Linked DNA regions of Mus musculus: all the other regions are linked to region 3. A link is a contact called in public HiChIP or PLAC-seq and promoter capture Hi-C data. All regions are on one chromosome and are shown on one strand. Each heading gives the region's core, a stretch centred on a gene start, on an enhancer-like site or on the middle of the called end of the contact. The rest is flanking DNA. Distances are from core to core; before and after follow the strand shown.

Region 1 (3,201 bases), core at 686-3,185, 290 kb before region 3:
ATTGGTCCTCATATGAAAAACAACAACAACAACAAGGGCATATCAATTATCATTGTACAATGTAGCAAGTACAGAGACTAGATTTCCTTCAGACAAAGATACCCTGCTGTACAATGGCTGAACTTTAAAGAGCACTGAAAATGCATCTTCAATAAAGCTTAAATTTTACACAGGACATTCTGCTCCAGTAGTCTTGACTTTTCAGTTTCTACCCACTCCCTGTTCCATAGCTGATGACAGAGACATTTGGGCATGGCCCTCACCAATAACTACAGACAGCTATTTTTCTCTTCTGACCCAAACCCTAGTCAACCATTTGTTTCAAAGGTTCAGAACAATTCTATGTGTTCCGAACAATTCTGTGAGCCATGGGTATTTATTCAATGAACAAGTGAACCACACTTCCTCCACACGAATGAAGGACAGGGGTCAAAACTAGAATAGAGACTACAGGTTTTCATGACTGTATTTTAGACATTTCAGGGGAAAAACAGATTAGAAAAGGTATACTTCAAGCCCTTTGAAAAGGTCAGGATAGTTCTTGGGGTTGGGTTTCTAGTGCCTAGTTGTGTTGGAGGATGCTGGAAAACAAGGGAGGGTTGTACTTACATGTCAGCACATATTTCATGATTAAACTTCGCAGGAAGGGGATGTTGTTCACAATGTTCCAGACTCCCTTGAAGTGGGTCAGGATGTAGTGCACTGTGTTTGGGGTGGGCTTCAGCAGTAATTTGATTCTTGTCAGAAATTCAGCTGGAGAGAGACAAAGCAGGAGGAAGAATGAGCAGGCCCCTCCCCCATAGGACACAAATCTACAGAATGATGGTTACACATGTGGCCACATTCCAAAGGAAGATACCCCAGGAAAAACTTACGTGTAGTACAGTTTTCACCATAGAATCCAGTCCGGGTACAGTCACACTTATACTGGTCAAATCCTGTGCTCATACATTCCCCACGGTTTTGACATGGATTGGAACAGCAAGGATTTGCTACATTAAAAAAATAAGATATCCTGTCAGTTACTCTTGGTTGTTCTCATCTTAACTTAAGGATTTAATTCTGTCACTATGGGTCAACTTTACAATGATAAGTTTGACAAATACATAGGTAGACCCAGATTTAAAAAGGTCATTATTTTAATTAAGTCTGTCTTATCAACTGTTTATGGAAATAGCAAGCAACTTTGTATTCTTAAGCAAGAAACACAGAGGACCTAACTTCATAGTTCACATTACCAACATTTTTAAAATAACTCGGACACACAGACTAGAATTATTAAGCATCCCTTTAAATATTAAAATGGATCGACCTAGTGCAATAGTCAAAATTTAGTGTAAAGAAAATAAAATTAAAACAGTCAAGTTTTAGCATTTTAAATATATTTTTAAAAATGTATTCTGGATTTTTCTGTGGATAGAAAAACTCTAACAGGTATTCAAAGCAGCCACTCTTGTTCAGTTGCCCACATCTATGCTTTTCACAAGTATTGATCAGATTGTCTTACCATAATGACAACCTGTAAGCCATTAAGACTATTGGTTTTTAGCAAATAAGAAACCTGAAAGTGGGTTGCAGTTCCTCAGGACTTAAGCAGTCCAGGCTCTTTGCCAATACACAGCCAGGCCCACACTGCTAGAAAGGGGGTCTGAGCCTGAGGAGTCCCAGGGCGCCTCGGGGCGCAACTCACCTGCCTGGCTGAGCCCCAGGGCAGCGCAGAGCAGCACAGCTCGGAAGAGCATCGCAGAGGTGGCAGCGGAGGTGGCAGTAGTGGTGGCGGTGGAGCTGGCAGGATGCAGTGCTGAGTTCCTTCGTGAGCAGAGTCCTGACTGACTCCTGAAGCTCTTAGCTCGCAGTTTGACAACTGGCTGCTAATGGGGAGAACCTTGCTTTTAAGTCTGTAAAGCGGACTCCACGTGACGTAGTGGTGACTCTGTCTTTCCGCTTAGGCTTTCCCCAACCCCCACCAACTTTTCCCCCTCTCTGCTTCAGTGAGTTGCGCAAGAACCGCAGCGGCAGGCTTTTACCCACGCAAATGAGAGACGAAGGAAGCCGGGAAGCTGCCCTTGGCTGCCCCAGGTGGTGCCAAGAGAGCTGCACCGCCCTCTCCATCCCTCCAGGCGCCCTGTGGTTCGCTGAGTCTGCGCCTAGTCTGGCGCTCTTTGGGGTCTCCGGTTTCCTCCCAGTCGCGCATCCAGTGGGGGCCTAAAAGCTCAAGAGTGTCACAGCTTCCCCTCCCGGGATCTAAGGTCCTAACTAAGGGAATCCCCTCACCTCTCCCCACTGGGGCGCAGTCTGACGTGCTCGCTGCTCAGAGCACGCACACAGCTACCGGTTAATTTAATTTCTTCTATTTTTAATGAAATGAGTGTCCTCTGTCAGGGTCCACATCTGTACTGGTGGAATTAGGTTGAAGTCTTTCATGGAACTACCCTCCGGGTTCTGCAGTCACAGGAGCCCCTGGCACTCGCCTTTCCCAGGGACAGATGCTGAGCTCCACTTCATCGGAATGCTAAGTGTCCACAGCATTGCTTTAAGGTATTTTCCCCCTGCTGTTACATAGCTTTTATCATTTTGATCAGCAACTCTTTTCACGGGATGTATCACTAGAAAGAATTTGTTTTCAAATGTACCTTTTAAAAACTTTTTCTGTCCATGTTTACAAGAAAGTATGTTATGGCAACGGATCAAAAGGTAATAGTTATTTTTCCATAACTAGCCTTATTCTCCCTAACCTTAAAAAAAAATTCACTTCATTCAGAAACAGTGTTTGATAAAAAATTATTTGCCTAGAGAGGTGATGTTTTTGATAGTGTTGGATATCTTCCTACTGTGTTTGTGTTGGCCATGGAGGGGGTGTGAGGATGGAGTAGCGAAAAGGAGCAAAATAAGAAAAGGAGGAAACTAAAAAATTCAACTAAACTGTACGTTCTTGGCGTGAATGGATAAAAAAAATGACACAGAGTGTGAAATTACACTATATTCTGAGGACAGTTAAGTCAGGAAAATGGTTTGAAGCAGGCTGGGTAACACAGCAAGACCCCTGCTCAAAACAAAACAGAACAAAACAAAACAAAAATGAAAGGGGAGAATATCCACATGGGGGAATCCAATCGACCATGAGAAGCAGCACTTAGGAAACTCTAGCAAATACCTGACTCTGCGGAAGTCTCCCAGAAAGTAAGAATACTCATGGAATTT
Region 2 (3,395 bases), core at 556-3,055, 450 kb before region 3:
AGAAAATAAACTCCCATAGAGTGAGAATCAGTTAAGACTAACCATTCACTGAAACCAAGAGAGATGACAGAGCTTGTGGCTGGCTTTCATTTCTGTTGCTAGTACACAATACCAGAGACAGGTATGAAGAAAAGAGATTTATTTACTGTTTCTCATGGTTCTGGTCCAAGGTCTTGTAAGGGCTTTCTTGATGGAAGGACCATTACATGGCACAGGATGTCACTTGGCACTTGGTGAAAGAAAGTCGTGTGTGTGTGTGTGTGTGTGTGTGTGTGTGTGTGTGTGTGTGTATGACTAGTTTCAATCATGAGAACTCTACCACATAATATTTTCTAACTATAGTCACCTTCTAGAGGCCTTACTTAGTTTCCACCTTCTTAAAGCTTGATGACGGGGACTAAATTTCAACATGAGTTTCCATGTAGGAGTTTTGGAGGAGACAAGCGTCTTTGAGCCATATCAGCAAGGCATTACTTATTCTGAGCCTTAAAACCACTTCCTACAATTCATGACCTTGATGAACTCCTCCATATATATTGGAGAATCTTTGCACTTAAAAAATGTATTAAGAGATTGTTCAGAGCCAGGGAAATAATGGTCAATTAATATAGTGATTACTTCTTAAAGGACCCTCCACCAAGGACAACCATTTGAATGAGAATATTGCTAATAAACTCTACTTTATTTTAACTTGGAGCTTTCCTTTGCTTTCATTTGTTCCTTTTATAGGTGTCGTTGGTATGATCACTGGCTTGCAAGTGGATGAAAAAAATAGACCAAGGTTTTCAATTTTATTTAGAGGTAGAGTTTTAGCTGATATTGGAGGCCATACTATATAGCCTTTTAATGTGTATTTATTTTTACTAAAGTGACTCAGTAATTGACATTGGCCATATGACTTTCTAGAAATATTATTTAAACATTTTTGCTAGAAGAACAATAAAATACTTAGCTGCTCCTTCACACTTTTTAACACATTATCTGTGCTACCACTGGTACAGGCGATGAAGTTTGGAGAAGTTTAAAAAGGCAGGGTAGAAAGGTAGATTATTGTAGAGTAAATTTCTTGAAATGGAAATCTATGAAATGGTTTTTATAATAGAACTCAAATTATAATCAGGGAAAAACAAGTGTCAGCAGCAAGCCTGAACTTTGAATTTCTCACTGGTTTGTCAAGATGAGTCACCATGAAATCAAATCTAATGTATAGGTAGGAAGTTTAGTCAGTGAAGCTAGTACTGCACGTTGATTTAGGAAAAGCTATGCAAAGGTAATGCATTGAGATTTGCTTCCAAGGATGCTGAGGGTCCTCGGAAAGCTGAGAAACCAGTTTCAGCACATACTTTGATGCTACTGATCTCTTGGACTGGGTGATTGCTTGTTGTGGGGACTCCCCTGGTCATCTGAGAATTTTTTTGACATTTCTGAACTGAATCCACCAAATGTCTATAGGAAACCTGTTGCCACCTTAGTTACAACAACCAAAATATCTCTAAATATTATTGTCATCAATGTCAGACACCCCAGTAGCCCCTGGTTGAGCACCACTGATTTTGCACATAAAGGGTAATATGGTATAATTAGAGAAATTGTCCTAGTTTTAGTGTCTTAACAAACAAGCCAAGCCATAGTGTTGCAATCTGGGCACAGGAAATTGCTAAGTTCTTTCAAGGAGATGGCTTGATTCATTCTCCAAGTGATGTTGACTAGCCTTGGGAGATAAGCACAGATAATGCTTTGACTACTGTAGGACAGATATCATAAAACCCCATACCTGATTTACTGAGGGCTCAGTGGTGACTGTACATTTTTCTGAGATTCCCTGAATAACACAGACACAATAATTTCAGATGAGTCACTAAAATTATAGCTTAGGAAATACGAAGCATATTAAAAATACAATTTAAAGCCGACTCATGTTTTACTTTTCCACTTCAAATATCAAGTGAATTTTTCCTTTTTTCCACTTGCATTGCTTTCGGTAAACTTGCTAGACTTAGCTTTAGTCATCTGCTGGGCTGAACAGCAGTGGGTATGACTGTCTAGATCAACTAGGCAGTTTTGAGTAGTTTTAAAATTTATGCTCAAGGAATGAACAATGATAGAAACTTGAACCACTGAAAATATTCACCTTATAAAAACTAAAAACAAAAGAAAATATATTTACTATATTGGACTCAGGGACATGATCTTAATTTCCATAAAGAAAACAACTTTTTATAGTTTAATATCTTTGGGGTATAACATGGATGTAGGATGAATTTAGCCAGTTGTAGTTAGAATAAATCTAGTCCTTATTAATTTACTTTACAGATATATTTCTTAAGGATTACTAGGTGACGTGGCAGACATTTTACTAATGAGAAGCAACCAGTCAGTTGAAGTCCCTATACTCCACACTACCAGCCAAATGAACTGAGAATTACACGTAAAGTGTTTGAGTGCCATTAAATGTTACAGATATCACAAAGGAAAGGGGTATCAGTTAAGTGAAACAGAACAGACACCATAAATTTTATTGTATTCCTATTGATGACAGGATGCTTCTCACTGTACATAGCCAGCACAGAGGGCTACCAGTTAACAGTCTGTGAGGTTAGTATTTAGTCTCAATTCGCATTTGAATGTTGGAAAGGCAATTTTTTCAAAACATTTTTTCATTTTCACTAACTCTGTCAAGTTGTATATCTCTGCCTCTTAGTTCTTCTGTAATTTTTACATCCAGTGCATTCAGTCCCTGCCTTCCCTTCTCTGTAACTACTCCAGATTTATAAGACACATGAACCCATTTGCTCTAGGCAACATCATTGAAAAGAACCTACATTCTAAATTAAAGACCCTTGTTTCATGTCCCTTGTTAGACAACCAGTATGGCCTTCCTGGCTCCATCTTTTAACCCTGACACCCATCGTTTCCCTACCTATTTTGTTTTGGTTCTTATGTGACTCTGGATATCTCTTCTCAGCCTTTACTTACAAGCTACTCGATATCAGTGTCCCACCATTAGTGGGGCTTTTGTGGGGCGTGTCTTTTCTGGTTCCTTCTCCTTGTTCATTTTACCTGCTTCATGCATCTCGTGACTTCAACTACTGCCTCTGTGTTTGTGGCTCTCAATTTCTTCTACCTCATAATTGTTTCGTGATTTACTTCTCTCTAAATTTAATATATTTCTACTTTTTTGTGAAATTTTAATTTTTTTGATATTGCTTAATTAGTCATCTGGTCTGCTTGTGCATCTGTGTACCTTGCACATTTCTGGTGCCTCTGGAGTCCAGAAGAGGGTGTTGGATCATGTAGAAATGGACTTATAGACAGTAGTGAGGTAACATTTGCATGTTGGGAATTCCACCTGGGTCCTGAGAAAGAGCAACTAATGTTAACAGCCAAGCCAACTC
Region 3 (3,347 bases), core at 743-3,242:
TGGGGTGTCTAGCAAATTGGAAGACCTTCATTTTCCTGTGCAAAATTCTCTCTGAGTAGCTGAAGATAATCTTAATCTGCTAACCCTCCTGCCTTTTCTCACTGAATGCAGGGGTTTCAGGAGTGTGCCACCCCACCTGGTTTATATGGGACTAAGATTTAAACAGAGGGCTCTTCGAATGCCAGGCAAGTGCTTTATCATTTGAGTTGCGTCCCAGGTATGAAAATTTCTGTTTAACCTTCTGATGTTTCAATAAACCTTTTACAGGATTGCTTGAAAGTGAAAGAATGTCTTCGTTTTGAGTCATGAAACACCGTAAGTAATGTCAAAGTAGTCAGTAGGTGTTCAAACTCTAATCATCACTATCTTTCTCCATGAAGTATCACATAATCTGAACTAAGTAATTAAGAAGCAAATAAATAGAACCTTGCAACAAGGAATATTTCCTCCTGTGGCTGACACCTTTCTCTCAGGAGAGGGCATGCGTTTCCCACATGTCCATAGAAAAGATTCACCACTTTCACGTAGCACACTTGATCTGCTTTTGCATTCATAGTGATTGCTCTCTCTCACCTCACAGTAGCTGCTGGAAAGAGGTTAGTACACACAGGCAAAGCAACCTTAAAGCTTTACAAATGTCACATGCTGTCAGGGACTTTCAAGTAACCCGCCTATGGCTGTAGTGTCAGATGCTAACCCAAGGATGAAATAACAAAGTGGCTACTCAGAAATGTTCAATGACATTGTAATCTAGTGATCTTCTTGCTTGCACATGTGGACAGCTCTGCCCTTTTTCCTGGCTTCTTCTTCTTTTTTTTTTTTTTTTAATTGAAGATCGGTTTTCCTTTACAATATGTTCTTCCCCAGCCCCAACTCCTCCCACACGACTTTTCTTTTCCAGTTAACACAAAGAGGATAACATTAAGAAGGGGAACTTTTCTATTTGTTCTCTCAGTGTTTTCATTTCAATAATATGAGAAACTCAAAGTTTTGACTCTTTAGAAAGAATTTACAAAGAATCATTTCAGTACTTATTAAATAATACAAGGGATAGTTTTCTTCCCATTTCCTTTCTTTTTTCTCTTAGATACTTTCATATAGCTCATGTTGCCTGAACTGGCTAGGTTTATGTCAATTAAACACAAGCTAGGGTCATGTAGAAAGAAGGAATTTTAGTAGTAATTCAGAAAATACCTCTATAGGTGTGGCCTGTACGGCATTTTTTTTTATTGATGATTGACATGGGAGAGCCCAGCTTATTGTGGGTTGTTTCAATCCTGAGCAGGTTATTCTGTGATCCTGATAATATGAGAGAGCAGGCTGAGCAACCCACGGGGAAAAACCCATGGGGAGCAAGGCAGCACCCCTCCATGGCTTCTACTTCCATTCCTGCCTCCTGGTTCCTGCCTTGAGTTCTTGCTCCGACTTTCCTCAGTAATGGGGTGAGACCAGAGAGTTGTCTGGTAAAATAAATCCTTTGCTTTCCAAGTCACTTCGCATTATGTGTTTTATTACAGCAGTAGAGACATAACTATGACATAGCCCAAGCTGGCTTTGAACTCACTATGTAGGCTGCAAGACCTTGAATTCCTGATCTTCTTGCCTCAAACTCACTAATGGCACTCTTTACAGGCATGTGCCAACCCACCTGGCTAACTACTTGTTCTTGAAGCACTGTGTCTCAGAATAATGAAAAATAACTATTTTATGGCTTATCATAAATATTAGCTCTCAAAGAACAATGCATATTCATGAATTTTCAGATTATTTTAGCCTATGTATTCATGCATGAGTACATATTTTGAATTCTGTCTTTGGTTTGTTCACAGGTTCATGGAGAGAATCTGGCTTTCCAGTCTGTGTTGTCAGACACTTTAGAGGCCACTGGGTTCATCCTGGCAAATTCTGTTCCAGCTAGGTTTTCCCTGTTCACTCCAATCTACTTGTCAGACATCAGAGTGTCTGACTCTGGTCTGAGTTTTACTGAATCCTCTAGACGCAGTGGTTAGAATGATTCATCTGAGAGCTACAAGAGTGTTTATCTTCTACATCAGAAGTGTAAGGCAGAAAAAAGAATGATTACAAATGCTTGGTTTAAAGCTTCAGATTAGGCTGCTACCCTGCCCTCAGGGCCTTCTGATTCCAAACTTTTTAAACAGTTTATAAAAATAAAATTAATCACACTGAAAAGTTTATTACGAGGTACTTACGTTAACTTAGCCTCTCTTAGCTCTACATTTTAGGTGAGTGATTTGAGGCATTTCCTGGCATTTTACTACATTCCATTTCAAACTGATTTGCTCTTGATTAGCAAATCAGTTTTGTGCAACAGGTAGTGAGTCAGTAGCCTTAGCATAAGAAGAATCTTGCCTAATGATGACAAATATCTTAAGGGGCACTCTGAGGGTCACGGTGAGGATTATTGCAGATAAAACCTACAAACATTTCAATCTGAGTTTGGCAGAACTGTAAGCAGTCTGTCAGTCAGCTCTAAATTATCACTACCACAATTAGAAATTGCTCAGAATCCTCTTTGTGAGCTGTTACCACCTAACCGTGTGGGAGCAAAGCAATCTGAGCACCACCAAAGATCGTGTCAAAAAGGAAGACTTTTGACTTTAACCCACAGTGTTCTCTGACATATGCAACAGTCTCACTCAATTATAATTAAAAGTCAACTTTAGATCTTCTTGCATTCATCCATTACCAAAGAGCTGTGATGGCATCAGGCAATACAATAGATCTACAAATTATGTTATGTATACATTTATTAATGCTCCTTTTTATCCTTCTCCTGGAAGGAAGGGAACAAAAAAAGTTTCAGTTTAGTGACCCAAGTTTATACACCCAGAGAATGATAGAACTGGGTTGTGGGAAACATTTCAAAATAAACTACTATACTATTTTGATCTACATATTATCTATTAATATCTCTTTAGCTACTCTAGTGCACAATATCAATAGTTTGAACCATGATGGTGATCATTAAATCTTGAATGAAGTTCAGACTGATTTCCACTTCACAGGAGTCAGGATGCCCAGCCCTTTTGACTCAGTTCATCGAGGATGACTGGATTATTAGACCTCTGAAGAGAGCTCATCTCTGCAAAGTGTGAATGCTTTACCTTATGGGAGAAAGGTGATTTGATGAATCTGATTAAAGAAATAGGCTCAATGTAAACACATGGATCTCTTTTTCCCCTTTATTTTTTGTTTTGTGTGTGTGTGAGTTTTTTTGCTTGCATGTCTGTGTCATATGTGTGAAGTTCCCAAAGAAGCCATAAAAGGACATTGCATCTCCTTGGAACTGGAGAGACAGACTTCAGGGACCCTCTGGAAGAGTAGCC
Region 4 (3,657 bases), core at 341-2,840, 320 kb before region 3:
TATTTTTCCATTGGTTTCATTAGTTATCCTACTTGAGAAAGAGGAAAAAGTCTAGTGAGCTTTAAAACACATGAGCCAGGTTCATACAAACCTACAGCTGTGAATCCAAACACCTGTGCTGTGTTGCCACAGCTCTATTTCTGGAGTGTAAACTCTGAATTGCAGTAGAATAGAATAAACACTATTGTGGTGGTTCATGTAATCCCAGCAATTGGGAGCCAAAGCAAGAGAACCACAAGTTCCAGGGCACCCTGGGCTAAAAAGCCATACCCTATCTCCAAAAGCCAATTAACCAACAAACAGAAGAGTGGAATAAGAAAAGGATGTAAATATACATATATACATACTCCATACATATTACACACATACAGAACAAACAGGCTATGTGTGTGTGTTTATGTATATGTGTATATATTTTAGTATCTGTATTTATGAGTATATATATCATGTGTGTGTAGGTAACAATAATTACTAAAAAAGAGGTCATGAATATGAAAGAAAGCAAAGAGAGGTAAATGGGAGGGTATAATAGGGTTTGGAAGGAGGAATGGCTAGGGGAAGATAATTAATTTTATCTCAAAAAATAAAAGGAGTACTTTGTAGAAAAAAAAAGAAAAGAATAAAAAGAAAAGGGTGTCAAAGACAGTGGGCACAGCACGTTTACCCCAGTGCTGGGATGGGTGTAAGAACCTGGCCTGTCAGCGTGACTCATCCATTTCTATAGTCTCAGTAATGGAGCCAACATGAGCATATGATCCCAGGAGGCTCACCAGAGCTTTCCTTTTGGATTTGTTATTAAAACCAGAGCAGTGCATTTTTTTTTTTTTGGTCCTGGAGATGCAAACATGTAATCAGGAAATGCCATCAACTATCCTTCTTTCCACAAGAGAAAGTCAGTTCACAACAGGGAATATTAATAATTTGTTCATAGCAGTCTTCCTTTTTAGTCATCACAGGAATGCTTTGTAATATAATCCACAGCCGGGGTGGAAAAAGGAAATGCATGCTCACTTTGCATAAGCCCATCTGTATATTACTATTAGCCCTAAGGTAGCTAAGGCAATAAAATCGTTCTGTCGACAATAAAGTTTGCCAAATAAAATTGGCCTTTAACCCAAAGCTTTTATTTGTTCACTGACAGGGAATGGACCACATCCCAGCCTGAAGATTTCCTCTATTCTTTTCTCTAAATCCCCCTGGTAAAGTCCACAAGCATCAAGACCTTTTCACAAACACAACACTACACTGAGAGCACGAAGTGCACAGCTGGGATTCTGGCACTCAGAAGATGGAGACAATCGGATCAAGAATCTCAGGGCAGCCTGAGACAAATGCAATGGAAAAAAAAAAAACCAACAACAAAACAAACGTAGAGAAAAAGGATAGAAGAGAAGCCAGCCTATAATTTGCAACAATCAAAATGGTGACTGGATCTAGCATGCATGAACTACTCTTTGTCACACTTCTATCCGAAGTCTATCCTCTGGAGAATTTCCATGAATTTTAGGAAGAATCTATTCATCCGTAAGTCCTGTGGTGCTCTGGGTGACTCAGTATGTAGCATCCACTTCGAGGTCATCGTAGCTAGTTTTGTCTTGCTCACTCACATTCTAACCATCTAGGTTCCTTGCTGATGCTCCAAGCATTTCAGAGGCAGGGAAGTAGGGTGGAGAGTGAGGGTCGCTAGGCTTACACAAAGTCTAAGAACAGGAGCAGAAGTGCTCAGGAATGTCTGAAGGTGACCCATGATTTATTACAACACTAGAACATCCATTGTGTGTGGACATTTAAGAGCTATTAGCAAAGTAAATGTTATACGCCGCCCCCCCCCAAAGCTTACACAATGTGACATAAAAGCCCCAATTGTTTGTACAGTGGGGCCAACTGAACTGTTAAATTCTCTACTCTAGCCTACTCTGCCCACCCACGATCTAGAAGTGAACTTTCTTTTTTCTTTCTTTTGCTTTGTATAAGTCTATGTGTATGTGTACGTTCATATGTGATGGTATACATCTGCACATTGGACATGGTTACAAATGCACATGTGTAGGGGGCAGAGATCAGACTCAGGTACCATTGCTTGGGAATTGTCTACCTTGTTTTTTGAGACATAGTCTGTCATCTGGACTAGAACTCACCAACTAGGATAAGCCAACACTTGTGAACTGCATGTGCCCTGTGATCTCTAGCACTGGGATTACAAGCATGTTCTACCATGATCTGCCTTTTCATGTGACATCTAAACACTGAATGCAGGTCCTCATTATTGTACCACAAGTACTTTAATGACTGAGATGTCATGCAGCCCAAAAGTGTACATTCTTTTAACAAATTGTTCCTGCTTTTGCTACCACTCGTGTGTCTCTGTTCAATTCCTGTTCTGGGACACAAAAACTGCTCCAGGCCTCCAACTCTATCCTGATGTCCTTTAATACGATTTCTATTTCAGGATGTTTGCTCTTTCCTTCTTTTTTCTTTCTTTCTCTCCTTCCTTTTCTCCCACCCTCCCCTCTCTTTTTCTCAATCTGTTCCTCTATTACTTCCTTCTTCCTTTCTCCTTCCTCCTTTTCCATCTTTCCTTCCTTCTTTCCCTCCCTCCCTCCCTCCCTCCCTCCCTCCCTCCCTCCCTCCCTCCCTCCCTCCCTTTCTTCCTTCCTCCCTTTCTCCCTCCCTCCCTTCCTTCCTTCTCCCTCCCTCCCTTCCTTCCTTCTCCCTCCCTTCTCTTTCCCCTTCCTTCCCTTCCTTCTCTCCCTCTCTCTTTCTGTCACTACTCTACTTTTGTTTAGACAGGATCTCATCCAGCTGAAGTTGATGAATGCTTAATGTAGTAAAGGCTCAATGTTCCTGTCTCCACCTCCCACCTAGTGGTATTAGAGGCATATACAGATATCTTTGGTTGATATGCAACTGTGGATCTAACTTAGGACCACATGAGTGTTAGGCAAGCCCTCTACCAATTGAGCTATATCCTCAACTCTATTTTGTTTTTCATTGATACATATTTACTTTAGTATCCACATGATTCTCTTTTCTTTCATGTCTCTGCTGCTCAGCTTGTCTATTTTCAACCTTTCAGGACTCCATTGTCCACTTTAAAGAAAATGACCTACACAAATATCTATCTGGCTCAAACTCCTCTCCAAGCTGACTGATTCAATCTGGCTTCACTCAGCTTCTGACTGAATTGCTCCACTTGGCCTCAAACTAACTCTGGTAATATGTTCTAATTTTCTGGCTCCTTCTTTTTCTCTGGTATGAACTGCCTCTGCTGATCTGCACTAAACTGTATGAACTCAGAAACAAACTCCACTGCACTGTACTGTACTCACTGCACTGATTCCCAACAGACTGACTCAACTCCACTGCACTGAGCTCAACTCATGGAACATAACTCATAGACTCTCTTTCCTTGTGCTGATCTTAAATAGCTTTTCTTTCCTTTATTGTTCTTCTGAAAGTTGGGCATATCCTATCTCTGACTCATTCTGTCCAGTCTTTTTCTGACTTGTCACTTTGTCCCTCAATTGTCACTTTTAAACACAGCTGCTTCCTTCTATAAACTAACCTTACCTACATCATTTCAGATTAAAGGTGTGTATTAAAGGTGTATCTATATTCCATTCAGAGTAGCCATGTTGCTGGATTAAAATTTCTCTA

What was found. Promoter capture Hi-C pulls out the DNA fragments that hold promoters and counts their contacts. HiChIP or PLAC-seq counts read pairs in DNA pulled down with a chosen protein or histone mark.
Region 1: a contact with region 3 is called in a promoter capture Hi-C map of HPC-7-derived erythroid cells, with 5 times the contacts expected there. The contact joins the promoter of Ptgs2 here to the enhancer-like site in region 3. A contact is called at or near these places in 3 of 39 promoter capture datasets (HPC-7-derived erythroid cells, cranial neural crest and macrophages), 1 of 15 datasets of contacts at CTCF or cohesin (the NIH/3T3 cell line) and 2 of 9 other capture datasets (adipose tissue and pancreatic islet).
Region 2: an H3K27ac HiChIP or PLAC-seq map of the NIH/3T3 cell line shows a contact between it and region 3, with 11 times the contacts expected there. The contact joins two enhancer-like sites. A contact is called at or near these places in 1 of 15 datasets of contacts at CTCF or cohesin (the NIH/3T3 cell line), 2 of 484 Hi-C or Micro-C datasets (bone marrow-derived macrophages and embryonic fibroblasts) and 1 of 115 datasets of contacts at active chromatin or transcription factors (the NIH/3T3 cell line).
Region 4: an H3K27ac HiChIP or PLAC-seq map of the NIH/3T3 cell line shows a contact between it and region 3, with 4 times the contacts expected there. The contact joins two enhancer-like sites. A contact is called at or near these places in 1 of 484 Hi-C or Micro-C datasets (nephron progenitors) and 2 of 115 datasets of contacts at active chromatin or transcription factors (the NIH/3T3 cell line and embryonic fibroblasts).

The regions. Positions count from the first base shown.
Region 1 is chr1:150,098,765-150,101,965 of GRCm38.p6, reverse strand. It overlaps Ptgs2 (prostaglandin-endoperoxide synthase 2), which reads right to left and starts at 1,935. Exons shown (of 10, transcript NM_011198.4): 1 at 1,691-1,935; 2 at 876-992; 3 at 610-753. The coding sequence starts at 1,742. Ptgs2os (prostaglandin-endoperoxide synthase 2, opposite strand) reads left to right here and starts at 2,092. Exons shown (of 5, transcript NR_015466.3): 1 at 2,092-2,538.
Region 2 is chr1:150,258,846-150,262,240 of GRCm38.p6, reverse strand. No RefSeq gene overlaps it. Among named protein-coding and RNA genes, the nearest start is that of Pdc, 59 kb to the left of the region's middle. Within about 2 kb of position 1,805, at least 9 of the 459 cell types and tissues checked have an H3K27ac peak or open chromatin away from gene starts, as enhancers often do. A contact at or near this core is called in the NIH/3T3 cell line, where this site is marked.
Region 3 is chr1:149,812,821-149,816,167 of GRCm38.p6, reverse strand. No RefSeq gene overlaps it. Among named protein-coding and RNA genes, the nearest start is that of Gm23535, 110 kb to the right of the region's middle. Within about 2 kb of position 1,992, at least 14 of the 459 cell types and tissues checked have an H3K27ac peak or open chromatin away from gene starts, as enhancers often do. A contact at or near this core is called in the NIH/3T3 cell line, where this site is marked.
Region 4 is chr1:150,128,159-150,131,815 of GRCm38.p6, reverse strand. No RefSeq gene overlaps it. Among named protein-coding and RNA genes, the nearest start is that of Ptgs2, 30 kb to the right of the region's middle. Within about 2 kb of position 1,590, at least 24 of the 459 cell types and tissues checked have an H3K27ac peak or open chromatin away from gene starts, as enhancers often do. A contact at or near this core is called in the NIH/3T3 cell line, where this site is marked.